Regions from separate parts of the Mus musculus genome. Here regions 1, 2, 3 and 5 are each linked to region 4. A link is a contact called in public promoter capture Hi-C data. All regions are on one chromosome and are shown on one strand. The core of a region is the stretch at or near the end of the contact, and the rest is flanking DNA. Distances in the headings are between cores, read along the strand shown. Region 1 holds the start of C030034I22Rik (RIKEN cDNA C030034I22 gene). Region 2 holds the start of Pja2 (praja ring finger ubiquitin ligase 2). Region 3 holds the start of A930029G22Rik (a long non-coding RNA gene). Region 4 holds the start of Rab12 (RAB12, member RAS oncogene family). Region 5 holds the start of Epb41l3 (erythrocyte membrane protein band 4.1 like 3).

Region 1 (2,715 bases), core at 189-2,688, 2.9 Mb before region 4:
AGCATCATCGACGTGAATGACAGCTGCAGCGGGAGCCGGGGAGCGGGCGGTCAGATGCTCCGCCGGGGCTGTCCACTCCGCGGGCACTGAAAACGTCAGGGAAGGTCTCTCTTGGAGCCAACGCGGACTTGACAAAACAGTTGACAATTAGGGCAAAGCACGTACGGCAGAATCATTAGAACCCACAGAAGCCCCGGCCCCAGCGGCGACACCGCGGCGTGGCGATGCCCCCGTGGCTTCGGAAATACCCGCTATCCCTTTAAAAAGTACCCCCCGCAGGCCGGAAGTGACCGCTCGGCGCCACGAGTCGAGCCCCTCGGTGCAGCACGGCCTCGAGCCTCGCGCACGTCCGCGGTCCCGTGGGTTTCCTGCTCTTGCTGCAGTTCTCCGCCGCCAGTCCTCTCCGCGCGGGCAGTTCGGTCACTAAATCTCAGAGACCCGGCGCCTCCCCCAAGCTCCAGCCTACGCCAGGCCTGCTTCCGGGTTCGGCCTGCGCTCCCGGCCCGCTCTAGTGACGCACTTCCGGTGGTGACCAGGCTTGGCTCCGCCCCAAGCTGACACGCGGGCTGATCGGGTTCCCAGCCGTGCACTGTGCTGGGAGGACAGCGAATTCCTGCACCGGGGACCAACTGCTCCGCCACGGCTCGGTCTCTGGGGTTTCTTACCGTCCTGGGCGGAAATGGATAGAATCCGCCAGACCACACGACCCGGGGCCTAACTCTCCAGCCCTGTGACCGCGGCCGTCTGTGTCAAGCTCTCCCTTGGCTCTGCCCAGGGCCCTTGTCGCTTGGCGCTGGGACCTTCAGAAGTTGAAAGGGTTTGCCAGAGGCATCTCAACCACCCTTTCTTAGACTGGCTTTGAAATGGTGTCACCCACCCTCTTGGACTGAATATCTCAGGTCATCTTAGGGTTTCCTCCCGGAATTACTTAGTTTTACACATTCTGGTTCATCCTCTTCTCAAAGGTTGTTTTTTGGATCGAGAAGTTCAGGCAGAAAGCGTTCACTTTCAGTTTTTCCTTGTATCTCTCACGATGCTGTATGACTTGACCTCATAATCTGGTGTCTGGTTAAGTATAAAACTATTCTTTACTTCTCACCCCTCCACAGGGCTGTTTGGATTGTTTCTTTTGTAATAACGTATTATACCGTTTAGAAAACACAGGAAACACAGCTTGGGCGAGTTGGGTGTTTCCTGCTGAAAATTGTGAATATAACGTTTCATGAGAAAAGGAAAAAAAAAAAAGAGCTAATGAGTGGAGCACCCCATCTGAGCTGTGTCCACTTGCCTTGTTCCCTTAAACTAAAACTAATTGCTTCTTGCTAGCACCACCATTGGCTTTTGCAGTCCCCCCAACCCTATTCTGATTTTGTGCTCCTTTCACTGTTTTCTGGCAGTTTTTCTCTGCTTATAAAGATCTTTAAGAAAAAAAGAAAAGAGGAAAAAAAGTTAAAAAAAAAAAGTTTGTTTAAACTCATTCTTTGTATACTCCAAGAAAATTGCAGCTCTTGTTGAAGGCCTTTATCTTTGCACCACTTCCTGTGTTTCTCTGCAATTCATGTGCATTCTTCTGAGGGCTAAGTCAGTTTCTCAACACTTTTACAAACCAAGAATGGATTCCCCCTTGGCCTGGAAGCCATCTCAATAAAATTTTATCATGAAACTATCACTTCTGTCTCCCAGCTTTCTGGAACATTGTCTACCTCAGTGAATACTTGGCTCCAGGCTAAATCTACCCCCAGTAGAGAGATTGGATGTTTGCTTTTTACTTTGAATAGGGAGCAAATTTGTGGGTACTGAAATTGCCTGGTGCATTTAGGATGGCCTCCGTGTAGCTAGTGGTGTCAAGTTCTTTTACTGAAAAACTAGTTCCATTGAGAGTATGTATATAATGGATTCCATCAACTTAGCCTTTGGGCGAGTCACCTCAGCAGATGTCCAGTTACACATATAGCATCCAAGCATAATGCTTATTCAATAGAAAGAGAACTGAAACCTCTCTCAGCAGGCTGATTGGAAAGATACTTGTATTTGTATTTTTCCAGCAATAGTTGAGGCCACACTTAGAGATCTATTGTACAATATAAGATTAAATCAGAGCATTAGATTTCTCTCTAGTTCTTTGAGCCTGCCCTCATGGTTTCTCAAAGACTCTTTAAATGTTTGCCTTACTGAACTTGGATTCTATCACCTGCCCCTCCTCATAGTCTATAAAGTTGAACACTCCCTTTATGCTTTCCAAATCAGTAGTGAGTCTTGGAAAGAAAATACAAAAGTCTCCAGAGCATGGCAAAGCCCACATTGTTATTTGATGTCCAACTGTAGTTGGACAAGTGTATGGCACAGACTGAGAGGCACCAGGGGGAGGAGCTATGGGAAAGGCAATGCTGCCTGGAGTTCATGACTAGAAGAGGGAGAAACTCTTCAGTGCAATTTTGCTTCAGTTGGGAGAGTGTTGGAAGTGTAAAGGTGTGCCTATTCCAGCTGTTGGAGTCAGGGTAGCGTCCTAGGACAGTTTATCCAACGGATCAGCAGGAATAAAGTGAGGGGGGGGAATTATTGGTCTATAGGCAAAAGGATAGCAGTTGAAAAGGTCCAGAGGAATTAAAATGTTCGTGTTCAGGGAACTGCAAATAGGTATCAGAATGGGAGCTGGGGTGATAGGTGCCACTGCCAAGCACACATGAGCAGCCAGTCCCAGATCTGCCTAACTGC
Region 2 (2,746 bases), core at 47-2,546, 2.2 Mb after region 4:
CGGGTAAAATATATGCTACTGGGGTATTCTGGGAATTAAACTTGGTTTCACAAAATGTCTAGCAATTTCTCGTGTTTTTATGGGAAATGTCGAATCATTTCTTTACATCGATGGTAGAAAAAGTAGTTTCAGTTCACTGGCAGATTTTACAGCTAAAGGACATCACAAGAAGTGGGGCTCTTAATCTGTGTGGGTAGGGAGGCCACGTGATAAATATATCCTGGGCTTTTGAGCTCTGGGTGATGAAGCTGGGGGTGGGGGCGGGGAGTTAAGAGAAGAGAGCTAGGCTGTAATCAGAGAAGCAGGCAGGCTTCAGGATGAGAAAAGGGGACATGTGCATCACTGACATAACGAACTTAAACTGTGACTGGGTTTAAATTAAGCAAGGTGTCCAGGGACTCCAGCTGTTGTATTTATTTTGGTTGCATGAGACGAGAGCTGATAACTCCGAGCCTGACACCCGATATAACTTAGCTGTCAGCTGCTAAACTCTGGTCAGGCCAAATCTACATCTCACCTATAGCTGCTTTATACAAACAGAATCAGAGAGCAGGGCGAGGGTCTGACCAGTGGTGGGCGGGTACCACGCACCACAGAGAACCACAGCAAACAAGCTCTTCGTACGTTTCTTTCCCTCGCTGCTATCAGAATTGCAACTGGTTTCGGATTTTCTTTTCTTGTACTTCAAATTGCAAATACTGGGTAACTTCTCACAGCCTTGGGAACCGAATTCTGCACCTCCATTTTGCTGGGGGGCATGCGGGAATGGAGGGAGAAGTGTAACTGCGCCAGTCCTGCGCTCAGCTCTCCACACCCCCTTCCCTTCGGGAGACCCCGCCCTTTTCTCCCAGCCAAACCACAAAAGGCCTGACAGTGGATCGGGCCTCGGCGCCCCGCCCCCGCCCAAACGTCGCAGTGCTGCAGGGGCGGGCGCAGGGCCAGAGAGGGGGCGGAGCCAAGCGCGTCTCCACTCTCCTCGGCCAATCCGCGAAGGGCCTGGGAGAGAGCTTGCAGGCGCCAGGCAGAGAGACAGCCCCAGTTATTTTCCCTTTTTCTGCCACGTCCAACCATGACGTAGGCCTACTTCTAGGACTGCGATTGGATGCGTGCTTTTCCCCCTGCAGAGGGCCGTGAAGTCTATTGGCTGCGCCCTCAGGGGGCGGGGCTAAAGCGCTCCCTTCCTCCGCCTCCTTCGCAGCGCAAGGGGCGGGACGCGCCGCCGCCGCCGCCGCCGTCACCACCTCTGCTTCCGCCGCCGCCGCCGCCGCCGCCGCTGCAGCCGCTGCGCGTTCGGCGGGGGAGGAGTCGGAGGCGGAGAAGAAGGCGGTGGTGGCGGGTGGAGGATCGAGCGCTGTTCTCGCTCTGGAGCCGCTGCACATCTCGGTGAGGGCAATTTTTATTTTTTTCTCTCTCCATTCTGGCTGATTCTGTCAGAGCGGATCTGGGTGAGGGAGCCGCTGCCCAGGCGCCTCGGCTTCGGGGGTCTCCGAGGAACGGACCGAGCCGTGGCCGGCCATGGTGGGTGGGGTTGGCGACTGAGAGGCCTCCGGCCATCCCGCCCGGGGCCGCGCTCTAGCCCGAGCCGCCGCGCCCGCCGCCCGCTCGCTCCCGCCGGCTGTCTGCTGTCCTTGGTGCCCTGGTCAAGGACCCGGCGCCTTGCCCCTCGCGGCCCGCCAGTGCCGCCCACCCTCAGGCCCGCCGCGGAGGACCGTGGCGCACTAGGCCTGCGGGGCCCCTGCCCGGCCCGGCACGGCACGCCTTCCATCCCTGCCTCCCGGATTTGCGTCCTCCCCGATTGTCACCGAGGCCCAGGCACCCTGTCAGGCAGTGCCAGTGGCCTACCGTCTTCTTGGTCAGCGTTAGGCCCCAGCACGCCTGTCAGAGGCACCTTCAGGGCTCCCCTCCCCGCCCCCACCCGCACCTCCACCCCCACCCCAAGATGCCTCCAGGTTTATCATTTTTTGCGCACATTAAAAATGGTGAGTTGAAAGCTGCCCAGACCAAGTTGAATAAAATAAAACAAAAAAAAAAATTGTATGTCTACATAGACAACTGCTTTGACGATCCTCATTCTGTCAAGTATACGATTCTTTTTTTTTTTTTTAAAGAGGCCTTACTCTATTTTTATCACGAAATATTTGCTATTATTTCTTTTAAGATGGCAGTCATTGCTGAAGACTTAACAGGTCATTTGATGAGTGTATACAGGAACGTAAAAAAATAACAGAAATAAACGTAACATGTTTGTGATTGTCTTCTGGATTTCATGTCTTTTTATATGAAATAATTTTATTCTTCTATTACAGACATGCACCCTCCGTGTAAAATTCAGCAGTATAAAGAGAGAAGTATTAAATAAATACTAATATGTGACTATTTTCATCCTTCAGTGCCCCACCAGTATTTCGGTTTGGTGGTCATCTTTCCAAGTGCTTTCACAAACGCATCTTGAAAGATACACACACATGCAGAGTTGTCTCCTTCAGGGATGGGGGTGAGGGCTATGCTGAGCACATTTGTGTAAAGCTTGCTTCTTCTAATTATATATCTTGGACATAGACTCCCGTTTTATGTAGGCCTCCCTAATACTTTTTCTATCTAAGGGTACATCCTATTTCTTTAATTTGATGGACTTTAATTAAGTATTCCTACTGAAAGCCGTTTCAGTGCTTGCAGTTGAAAGTTATGCTTTATACTAAAGGTAACTAACTCACGTATTGATTGATTGATGCTGAACTGTAAGCTC
Region 3 (2,895 bases), core at 19-2,518, 2.9 Mb before region 4:
TTTTCCTCCACTGCGATAAACAGGAACTACACAAACTTGAAGGTTAGATGGCAACAACATCTGTTGAAATTCTGAGCTGCTTAAATCCAGACCGCCTGCCCCTCCAGAAGGAGTCTAAGTTCATTACACTGCCTCCACCCCTTCATTCGTAGGAAAATTGAATAGATAACAACATCCCACAACATAGCACTAGACACTGCTCCACCTCGCACCTCTGTAGCTGGGGTGTGTCTCCTCAGAGGAATGGCTCTGAGGACTTAAAGAGGCGGAGTCTAACTCCAAAGAACCTCAGCTCCGCCCCCCAGGAAGCGGTAACATTGCTCACACCACAGGGCGACTGAGTCAGAGGGAGACAAGAGCTGTTCTGACTGAGACCTGCTGCTTTCTGACTCTCTGACCTTGCGCTGACTGACCGACACAGACTGGACCTCCACCTCATTTCCCTTAAGTTATCTGTTTTGGAAGGAGAGCGACATTCCTAGTCTAAGGCAAGGGTTTCCAACCTTCCTAATGCTGTAACCCTTTGTTGCCGTTCCTTATGTGGTGACTCCCAACCATAAAATTATTTTTGTTGCTACTTTATAACTTTATTTTTACTGCTGTTGTGAATAGTAATGTAAATACCATCTGATATGCAACCTCTGTGAAAGTGTCGTTCAACCCAAGGGATCGAGACCCACAGGTTGAGAACCACTGCTCTAAGGCACATGTGCACTTGTGGATCCTGTCTCCTTAGCTAACCTCTCGGGGACTCAGGGACTGTCACTGGTCATTGACAGGTGGAGAGCTTCCTCTTCTTTCAGTGAAAAAATGTAAAAACCAGACCCAATTCTTTCCTTTTAGAAATGCTTTCTTTTTCTTCTCCAATGTCTGTTCCCCTGCCCAGGACATTTTCAAACCTGTTTCTCAAATTAAAGACCCCCAAAGCTGACAGAGTGATGCTATGTGTTTCCTACTACCTGCTGTACACTGCCCCTAAAAAGAAGTACAGCCAAAACAAACAAAAACAAGAAGGGGAACTGCGAGAGGGAGTCAGGGCAGGCAAACTGAAAAAGAAGGTTAGAAAGATGAAAGAGAAAAACCAGAGAGAGAGAGAGAGAGAGAGAAACTTTGGACGTAGAAATGTTAACTATAAACGGGTCCACGCTTCATTCAGCCCACCACACACACACACACACACACACACACACACACACACACACCTAGGTCGAGGCCCTAGCAGAAGCACCTGAACGCGCGTGCGCGTGCACAGAGAGAGAGAGAGAGAGAGAGAGAGAGAAAGAGAGAGAGAGAGGGGGGGGAGAGGGAGAGAGAGAGAGAGAGAGGAGAGAGACTGATAAACCCGCCAACCTCAGATAAATTTGACTCTTCAACTTGTAGCCTCCAATCGCAGCAAAAGGACGAAGGTCCTTCGCCACCTGCCAGCAGAAGACGCTGCAAGCGCCCGCGGCGCCGCAGTAGCCTCTCTCCTGCTGCAGTCCCGACAGAGTTTCAGATCCAAATCCATAGGGCTAGCGCTCCTCTTCCCCTCGCCCCGCTCCCCTGCCTTCGACCTCCTCTGGAGGCCCGGAGGAAGGAAGCAGGGCACTTTGCCACTTCTAAGGAAGGGGAGGAGAGGCGGCGACAGAGACTCCCACAGAAGGAGCCCCAAGCCCTGTATCCTTCTCCCCACTCCCCGCCCGCACACCCGCGCAGGTCCGATGCTGGCGAGTGGGCCACTTGCCAAGGTGTCGGTGCTCACTCCGGGTGCCGGGATTCAGGCGGGACTGTGAGACGGAAAGGTTGGGGTTGCAGATGAGGCGGGTGTGGGAGAGGGGCGACCCGGCGGTCTCCACCCCCCGGGCCACTGCAACTCCAAAGCACGCATAGGGACCCCCGTCGTCTTAAAGGCCTTCCCTCCGGGTGCGTTCGCCTCCCGCCCCGCTCCCCGCCTGGACGTCTGCGGAAAAAGAAGATAAAAGAGTACCTGGAGCGAACACCATGACTTCCTTCAGCCGCTACACCCTTGGGTTTCTAGAGGTGGACAGACAGAGGGCGGGAGCCGACGGGGGACCGGGGAACCGCGGGGCCGGGAGCAGACGGGCGCGCAGGGTGCGGGCGGGACGGTCAGCACCTCGGACAGCTCCCTGCGCGCGGTCCCGGGCCGCGGCTCAGCGCTGGGCGCGCGCTGCCTCCACAATGCACCGCTCCGCCGGCGGGAGGAGGAGAGGCAACCCGGCTCAGCTCCTCCTCGGTCCCCGCGCCAGCTTGGCGATTCACCGCCGAAGGAGCAGGGCGCTTCTACCGCTTCCACCGAAGCAGGAAGGACGGAAGGGGAAGCCAGACAGAAAGGTAATTGCCCGGTTTCCCGGCAGGCGCACAACTAATTGCTTCTAACTACCTGCTGTCACTCACCCCCAGGGATGCCGGGCTGACATTTAAGATGAGTTTGTCCCTTTCCCCACATCGCACTAGACTTTACTCCAGAGGCTGAGTTCTTGGAGTGTGGCTGTCTCTGAACAGAGGGAGGAACCACCAAGTTAACCCGTCTTTGCTGTTCACGACTTCTCTGGCTGCCCCAGGCCTCTCAATGTCAGCAAGAGAGCTAAAAGAGAAAAACAGGATGACCTTGCAATGCATGCATGACAAGGGCGCTGCTCGCGGGTCCTGTTCCCCGTGACCACTGGGTCAACTCCCACATTTGCAGGTTCTCAAGGTCATAGCCTGAGAGGAAACGGTGTTAGTCACTGCAAAAAAAAGTACAGATGAGACATGTCTCGGACAAACTCCAACTTCTGCACGGATGAGGAAAAACATCTCTGACATTGATTACATACTTAAGAGCTTGCCCAGATCTGGTTCAGTTGGTATCTGCGCCCTTTACAGTTGGTTCCACCCTGAACAAGGACTTGCTGG
Region 4 (2,783 bases), core at 273-2,772:
GTGAGCTAAAGTACTATCAACTGGAGGCCCTTTGGCATGATGGGGGAATAATTGTAAGGCAGGATATGAGAGCACCCCTTTTATTACACAGTCTGGGGCTTAAGAACGAGCACAAAGTCAGCCACCTTTCTTTATATAGTTATCTGTGATGACTTTGTTCACATTCATTCATTCATTCGTCCCTGTAATACTGGCTTTCTGGTATGTGCCAAAGTGCTGAAGCATCCTGGAGTAACCTTGATAATTGGCTTAAAGACGCAAACAAGCATGGAACCCGAGTCCTGTGGATTTCTTTCCAAACTCCCCCATTTAAGACATCCACTATTCTGGTACATTATAGACCTGCCTATGGGGGAAGAGATACTATTTTGGATGCCAGGGTCTTTAACCTTACAAGTTATGCAGAGTCACCTGCCTACTAGGAACAGTTGAATACCTTGCATTTATATCATCCTTTGGAGTCTGCAACAGGGTGTATGGCTTATTGTTTTGTTGTTCTTTTGTATTGACGTTTTTGCAACAGTGATAGATGAAAAGAGTCTTTTCATTCATTCCCATGTGAGCCTCTAGGTTCCATCCCCAGTACCGCCAAGAAAAAAAGAACGATAATTTAGAATAGGCTATAACATTTTTAAAAATCCAATTGGGATTACTTTTGCAAAATAATGTGATTTCTTCAACTGTGCATCCATGGCAAAACAAACGCATGCGCTATGTATTAGTAAACTTAGCTCTAAATACGGCTGAAATTTGGTGAGTAATGTGATCATTCTTCGCAAGCATGCCAGCTCCTATCATGTTTAGAACCCTGTGTTCCGAGGTGCTCAAGTTCACGCAAAGGAATTTGCTAAATAAATCCCTGGCAAGCTTCTGTAGCCGTAAATACTTTCAAGTAGAAATGGCAAAATAACACACCCAAGTCAGTACCTAAACCTTCGGAGTTTAGGTCGCTTGTCATCTGAGTTTTTACCTGCTGGCTTCCCCTAAGGTGCATGTCACTCACTGAATTTTACGAACTGTAAGTCTGAGGAAGACTTTTAAGATCCATTTAAGATAGCTGATTCCTCGGGGCCCCACAGGAAAAGTGCACGCAGAGGTGCGGCCCTGCCAGGGTACGTGGGCTTCCTCCAAAGTGGCGTTCACACCCTAACCCCGCGTGGGCCAGACCGAGACCCCCAGCACCCAAACACCCTAAATTCTGGAAGATGATCACAGGCTATATGCACTTTGAGACACGTTTGGGACGGGCTGCTAAAAAGAAGTGTGTGGTTCTTGGGAACGGTGCACGATGAGGATAAACCACGAGTGAAAGTGCGCCGAGTGGGGAGGGCCGAGGGAACAGGGGTGACGGAGAGCGACCCACACATAACATACACCCCACGGAGCGGAGCGCACGGCTCGGTCCTCCGACCGACAGGGGGCGGGCTCCAGTCCCGCGTGGCGCCGCGCCTGCGCTTCCTGCCCCTCCCGGTCCGGGATGCTGCTACCGCTGCTGCGGAGAAGCTGCTTCCCTTCCTCTACTCCCGGCGGCGGCGGCGGCGGCGGTAGCGCGGAGCGGGTGGAGGGTGCGCGGGGGCCCGGGGCGCGCGGACGGCGGCCCGAGCGCGAGCCGTATGCGTGCATGGATCCCAGCGCCGCGCTGCACCGGCGGCCCGCGGGCGGCAGCCTGGGCGCGGTCTCCCCGGCGCTGTCGGGCGGCCAGGCCCGCCGGAGGAAGCAGCCCCCCAGGCCGGCCGACTTCAAGCTGCAGGTCATCATCATCGGCTCCCGCGGCGTGGGCAAGACCAGCCTGATGGAGCGCTTCACCGACGACACGTTCTGCGAGGCCTGCAAGTCCACCGTGGGTACGCCGGGCCTGTGGCGGGTGGGCCTGGGGGAGGTCGGGGCCCGGTCCCTGTCCCCATGGAAGCTCTGACCCTCTCCCAGGGCCTCAACGAATCATCCTACGGATGCCCGGGCATACCCGCCGTGGGCACATCTGGCATCCGAGCCGCGCACAGCCCAGGTCTCCGTGGAAGCCCGACCCTCTCTTGTGGCCAGACCGAGCTTTTCCGTGGCCTTTCCGCGGGTGTCGGACCCCCGAAGCCCAAACATTCCCTCCCGGAGCCTTCACCAGTCATGAGGTCCGGGTGATGCATCCGCGGAAACTCCCGGTCCGTTACTCCTGCTCACCCAGGAAAACGGCTTTGTGAACCGAAAGTAGAGCTGAAGGCCACCCACCAGTGCAGTGCCCCGGGGTTACTCACCATCTTAAATGGGTCCGGACCTCGCAGCTTTGCAGGCTGGAGGGATGGACCAAGGTTTGCTTTCTCATTTTCTGTCTATTTTCGTGGTTTACAGAAAAGAAGTTTGTTGCAGAGACAGTTCGCGCTAAAGCTACACTCGGGTTTCTTTCTTGTTCTGTGCACAAATGTAGGGCAAAGGGATTTCAGCTGTGTTTATCCTTGACCTCAAATAACCGGGTGGATAGGCGGGCAAAGTAAGGGCGATTTCCCGGCACCCACCCGAGGTCGGTGAATTACCGGGAAATCCATAGGTAACGCTCCTGTTACCTTCCTCGGGATCTGGGTTTGAAACTGCAAGGGAATGTTTTTAGTGACACTGGATTGACAGGGCTTGACATAGAGGTTTGTTGGGGTTATGGGAAACAGTTGTGACCATGGAAAAGCTACCTGGAAAACTCTCATTTGGGGTGGCTTATAGAAAAAGGGGGTGAGCAGGAGGGACTGGACAGAGTGACAAAAAATCTAGCGTTCTCCCTGAATCCTAGCCCCAAGGAGAGG
Region 5 (2,957 bases), core at 92-2,591, 2.6 Mb before region 4:
CCCGACTTCCTACAGTGCTACCTCATCAAGGTGAAATCATGGCAGTCATCTTTGCAAAGACCCAGACAGAAGACACCCGAGACTGATGCGTGGCTCTTCCCTCTGCCCTGATGAGATCACACTAAGTTCATAAAAAGCAGCTAATATACTTTATAGGCTATGAGGTACGTAGAGTATAGGAGCACTCGGGACCTGAGCGTCCTCTGACCCCCTGTTAGATGCTAATTTGGACCAGACATGTCTCCACACTAGAATTCTCCAAGGATTAAAATGTCAAATTACAAAATAATATCAGCAAATAAAGCAAAGTTAGAATGGAAACTAATTACCCACAGATCATGGCAGATAGCTCCTACACCTGTGACACCTCTAGCTTTTCTATTTTTCCCCAGTTGTGAACAGCAAGCACATTGCGTCAAACCACAAAACAGCATTGCCAACTCAGAAAGTATAAAAGATACGAGATATTTTAAAGATGGCACTAATAACCTAAAAATGAAAAAAATTTACGCATGATATTGCAATAGTACAATAGTGCAAACAGGATCAACTACAGGCTTAATAAATTTAAAAGCCTGACTTGCTGAACCCCACAGTATTTTCTTATGGGACAGAAATATTCGAAGATTTTTACCACTTCACATCCATACGATACCTTGTTGTGCTGTTCACGGTGAAAGCCTCATGAAAGGCTTCTGCAGGCTTCGATGGGACTCCAATGCTTCTGCCTGCCCCACCCTGTTTTCCTCTGAGCCATAGTGATGTCATAGCCCCAGCCCAGCAATGATGTCACTGTCCGGGCCCTGTTTCTGGGGACATAATCCTTTATAGCCAGGACAAATGCAATAGCAGTGGAGCCCTTCAAAGGGCCCTGAGTGTCTGATGAATTCCCATCAAATGAGCAACTAGTGGTGAGCCTTCTGAAAGGACGGGGTGCTGAAGGTGAACTTGATTCGTGGCTCTCAGTGGGGAGTTTATACTCCATCATAAAGCTCACACTCAGAGGGGAGTGGAATTCAGAAAAGACTGTGAGGACAGAATTATGAAGGACAACCAGAGTACTCTACTTAAGAAAATTCTCTTCGCTATACTTGAATTCTCACCCGAAAGGAAAGATTTCCCAGGCTACTCTTGGAGTCAACTTTCACTGCCATGGAAATCGCCGATTCCCACCTATCCATTGTAGAATTCCCCTCAGTGTATGGGAATGCCAGGGTGGGAGGACAGGAGTGAGTGGGTAGGTGGGGGAGCACCCTCATAGAGGCAGGGGTCCAAGGTAGGGGATAGGGGGCTCCCTAAGGGGAGACCTGGAAAGGGGCAACCATTTGAAATGTAAATAAAGAAAATATCCAATCCAAAAAAAAAAAAAAAAAAAAAAAAAGATGGCTGTGCATCCTACAAGCGAAGAAAGCACTGATGAGCCAATCCCTCCACACTAGCCTGAAAGGACAGCATCAACAGCTCTCTGAGGTCACAGGTTGTCACCTCACTCCTACCTCAGTGCACCCTTAGTGGCTTGGCCATTGGACTTAGAAACCTTATCATTTATTTGTGATTACTTTATGTGCATTGTTGTTTTGCCTGCATGCGTGTCTCAGTGAAGATGTTGGGTCCTCTGGAACTGGAGGAATGGATGGTTGTGAACTGCCATGTGAGTGCTGGGAATCAAACCAGAGTCTTCTAAAGAGCAGTCAATGCTCTTAAGCACTGAGTCATCTCTTCCAACCCTGCCTTTGGATTTTTAAAAAAGCAACACACACACACACCCCAGATCCAGTCAGAGAAGTAAACCTGAATCTTGTATTTCCACAGAAATCAAAGTTGGCCTTGGTCCAAGGACCCAACGGGGATTGGCGAACGCACTCTCTAAACCATATTTATGCCTAAGGAAATTCTCTAAAAAATTAGATGTAAGTATGTCATTGGGACAATGGCCTTTGCCCCCTAGCTCTACAATCCTCGGCCTAAAGGTGTTTACAAGCGACAGAGGCCACTCTTCTGGTTTCCGATCAAACCTCTCGAAACACATGCTCTGTTTTTGCAAGAACTTGCTGTGCGCGAGATCAGTTCATGCAGTGGCTTGTGCTTCTAATTATCTAGCTTTTTTTCTAGACCATTGGAATAATCATAGTGTAAATAATTCAATACTCACAGCCTTCAGCTTATTCCATCGGGGTTTTGGAAACTAACAAAGGAGAGGCATGCTTCTTCAATTTGGAAATTATTTCCTCTCACGATAACTTTGTTACTCCAAACAAAGGTTTAAAAAGTTGATGCCACAATGACCATGCAATTCAAAGACAGCGGTAAAAGCACTGAGCAGAGTCAATAAGGATCATCAAATCCCTCCTCCTCCTCCTCCTCCTCCTCCTCCTCCTCCTCCTCCTCCTCCTCCTCCTCCTCCTCCTCCTCCTCCTCCTCCGCAGGTTCACTCCTTCAAAGCCCCACTTAACTCTAACGGTGCTGCATTCATGGCCTCCGGATATACGTGGAGTTCCATCATTTTTGATTCATGGGGGCTTTAAAAGGCAGTGTAAGGCGCAAAAAAGAAATTTCTTTTGATCGCCGGATTTGATGAGTCCTTTACTTGGTTAAGTTATGCTACCAAGAGTAACCCCCAGAACATCCGACCGCCCCACAGATCCCCAAACGGGCCCCTGAAAACCCCAGCCAAGGATGTCTGCAAAAGCAATTCCATAAAGTAATGTAAAAAAGCTGAAACGCCAACTTAAACACGTAATGGAAGCATTGCGTTATTAGCAGGATTGCCTGGCCCTCTCAGGACTGCCCAGCCTCCATGCTTAATTAATACCACATGTTCCCTTTATCATTCGATTTGTTCTGTAGCACTCTTCCCAACTTGAACCCTGGTCTGCAAAGACGGGAAGGTAAATCGCCCCCCCCCCCCGACCCCCAAGAAAACTTCAGATCAGTACATCTAAAAGGAGAAAGAAAGC

The links. Promoter capture Hi-C pulls out the DNA fragments that hold promoters and counts their contacts.
Region 1: a promoter capture Hi-C map of pre-B cells shows a contact between it and region 4, with 3 times the contacts expected there. The contact joins the promoter of C030034I22Rik here to the promoter of Rab12 in region 4. A contact is called at or near these places in 5 of 39 promoter capture datasets (the 3T3-L1 cell line, the C10 cell line, hippocampal neurons and 2 more), 1 of 484 Hi-C or Micro-C datasets (CD4 T cells), 4 of 115 datasets of contacts at active chromatin or transcription factors (the SCID.adh cell line, bone marrow-derived dendritic cells, large pre-B cells and 1 more) and 2 of 9 other capture datasets (adipose tissue and liver).
Region 2: a promoter capture Hi-C map of pre-B cells shows a contact between it and region 4, with 6 times the contacts expected there. The contact joins the promoter of Pja2 here to the promoter of Rab12 in region 4. A contact is called at or near these places in 1 of 39 promoter capture datasets (pre-B cells), 1 of 484 Hi-C or Micro-C datasets (CD4 T cells), 1 of 115 datasets of contacts at active chromatin or transcription factors (astrocytes) and 1 of 9 other capture datasets (liver).
Region 3: a contact with region 4 is called in a promoter capture Hi-C map of liver, with 4 times the contacts expected there. The contact joins the promoter of A930029G22Rik here to the promoter of Rab12 in region 4.
Region 5: a contact with region 4 is called in a promoter capture Hi-C map of the 3T3-L1 cell line, with 4 times the contacts expected there. The contact joins the promoter of Epb41l3 here to the promoter of Rab12 in region 4. A contact is called at or near these places in 2 of 39 promoter capture datasets (the 3T3-L1 cell line and hippocampal neurons) and 1 of 115 datasets of contacts at active chromatin or transcription factors (astrocytes).

The regions. Positions count from the first base shown.
Region 1 is chr17:69,415,170-69,417,884 of GRCm38.p6, reverse strand. It overlaps C030034I22Rik (RIKEN cDNA C030034I22 gene), which reads right to left and starts at 1,438. Exons shown (of 1, transcript NR_026848.1): 1 at 1-1,438.
Region 2 is chr17:64,330,433-64,333,178 of GRCm38.p6, reverse strand. It overlaps Pja2 (praja ring finger ubiquitin ligase 2), which reads left to right and starts at 1,296. Exons shown (of 10, transcript NM_001025309.1): 1 at 1,296-1,383.
Region 3 is chr17:69,438,613-69,441,507 of GRCm38.p6, reverse strand. It overlaps A930029G22Rik (a long non-coding RNA gene), which reads left to right and starts at 1,268. Exons shown (of 2, transcript XR_003952217.1): 1 at 1,268-2,331. Akain1 (A kinase (PRKA) anchor inhibitor 1) reads right to left here and starts at 2,182. Exons shown (of 2, transcript NM_001145192.1): 1 at 1,967-2,182. The coding sequence starts at 1,982.
Region 4 is chr17:66,518,409-66,521,191 of GRCm38.p6, reverse strand. Rab12 (RAB12, member RAS oncogene family) reads left to right here and starts at 1,522. Exons shown (of 6, transcript NM_024448.2): 1 at 1,522-1,844. The coding sequence starts at 1,622. Gm41608 (a long non-coding RNA gene) reads right to left here. Exons shown (of 3, transcript XR_876914.3): 1 at 2,247-2,783.
Region 5 is chr17:69,157,740-69,160,696 of GRCm38.p6, reverse strand. Epb41l3 (erythrocyte membrane protein band 4.1 like 3) reads right to left here and starts at 1,341. Exons shown (of 23, transcript NM_001355734.1): 1 at 656-1,341.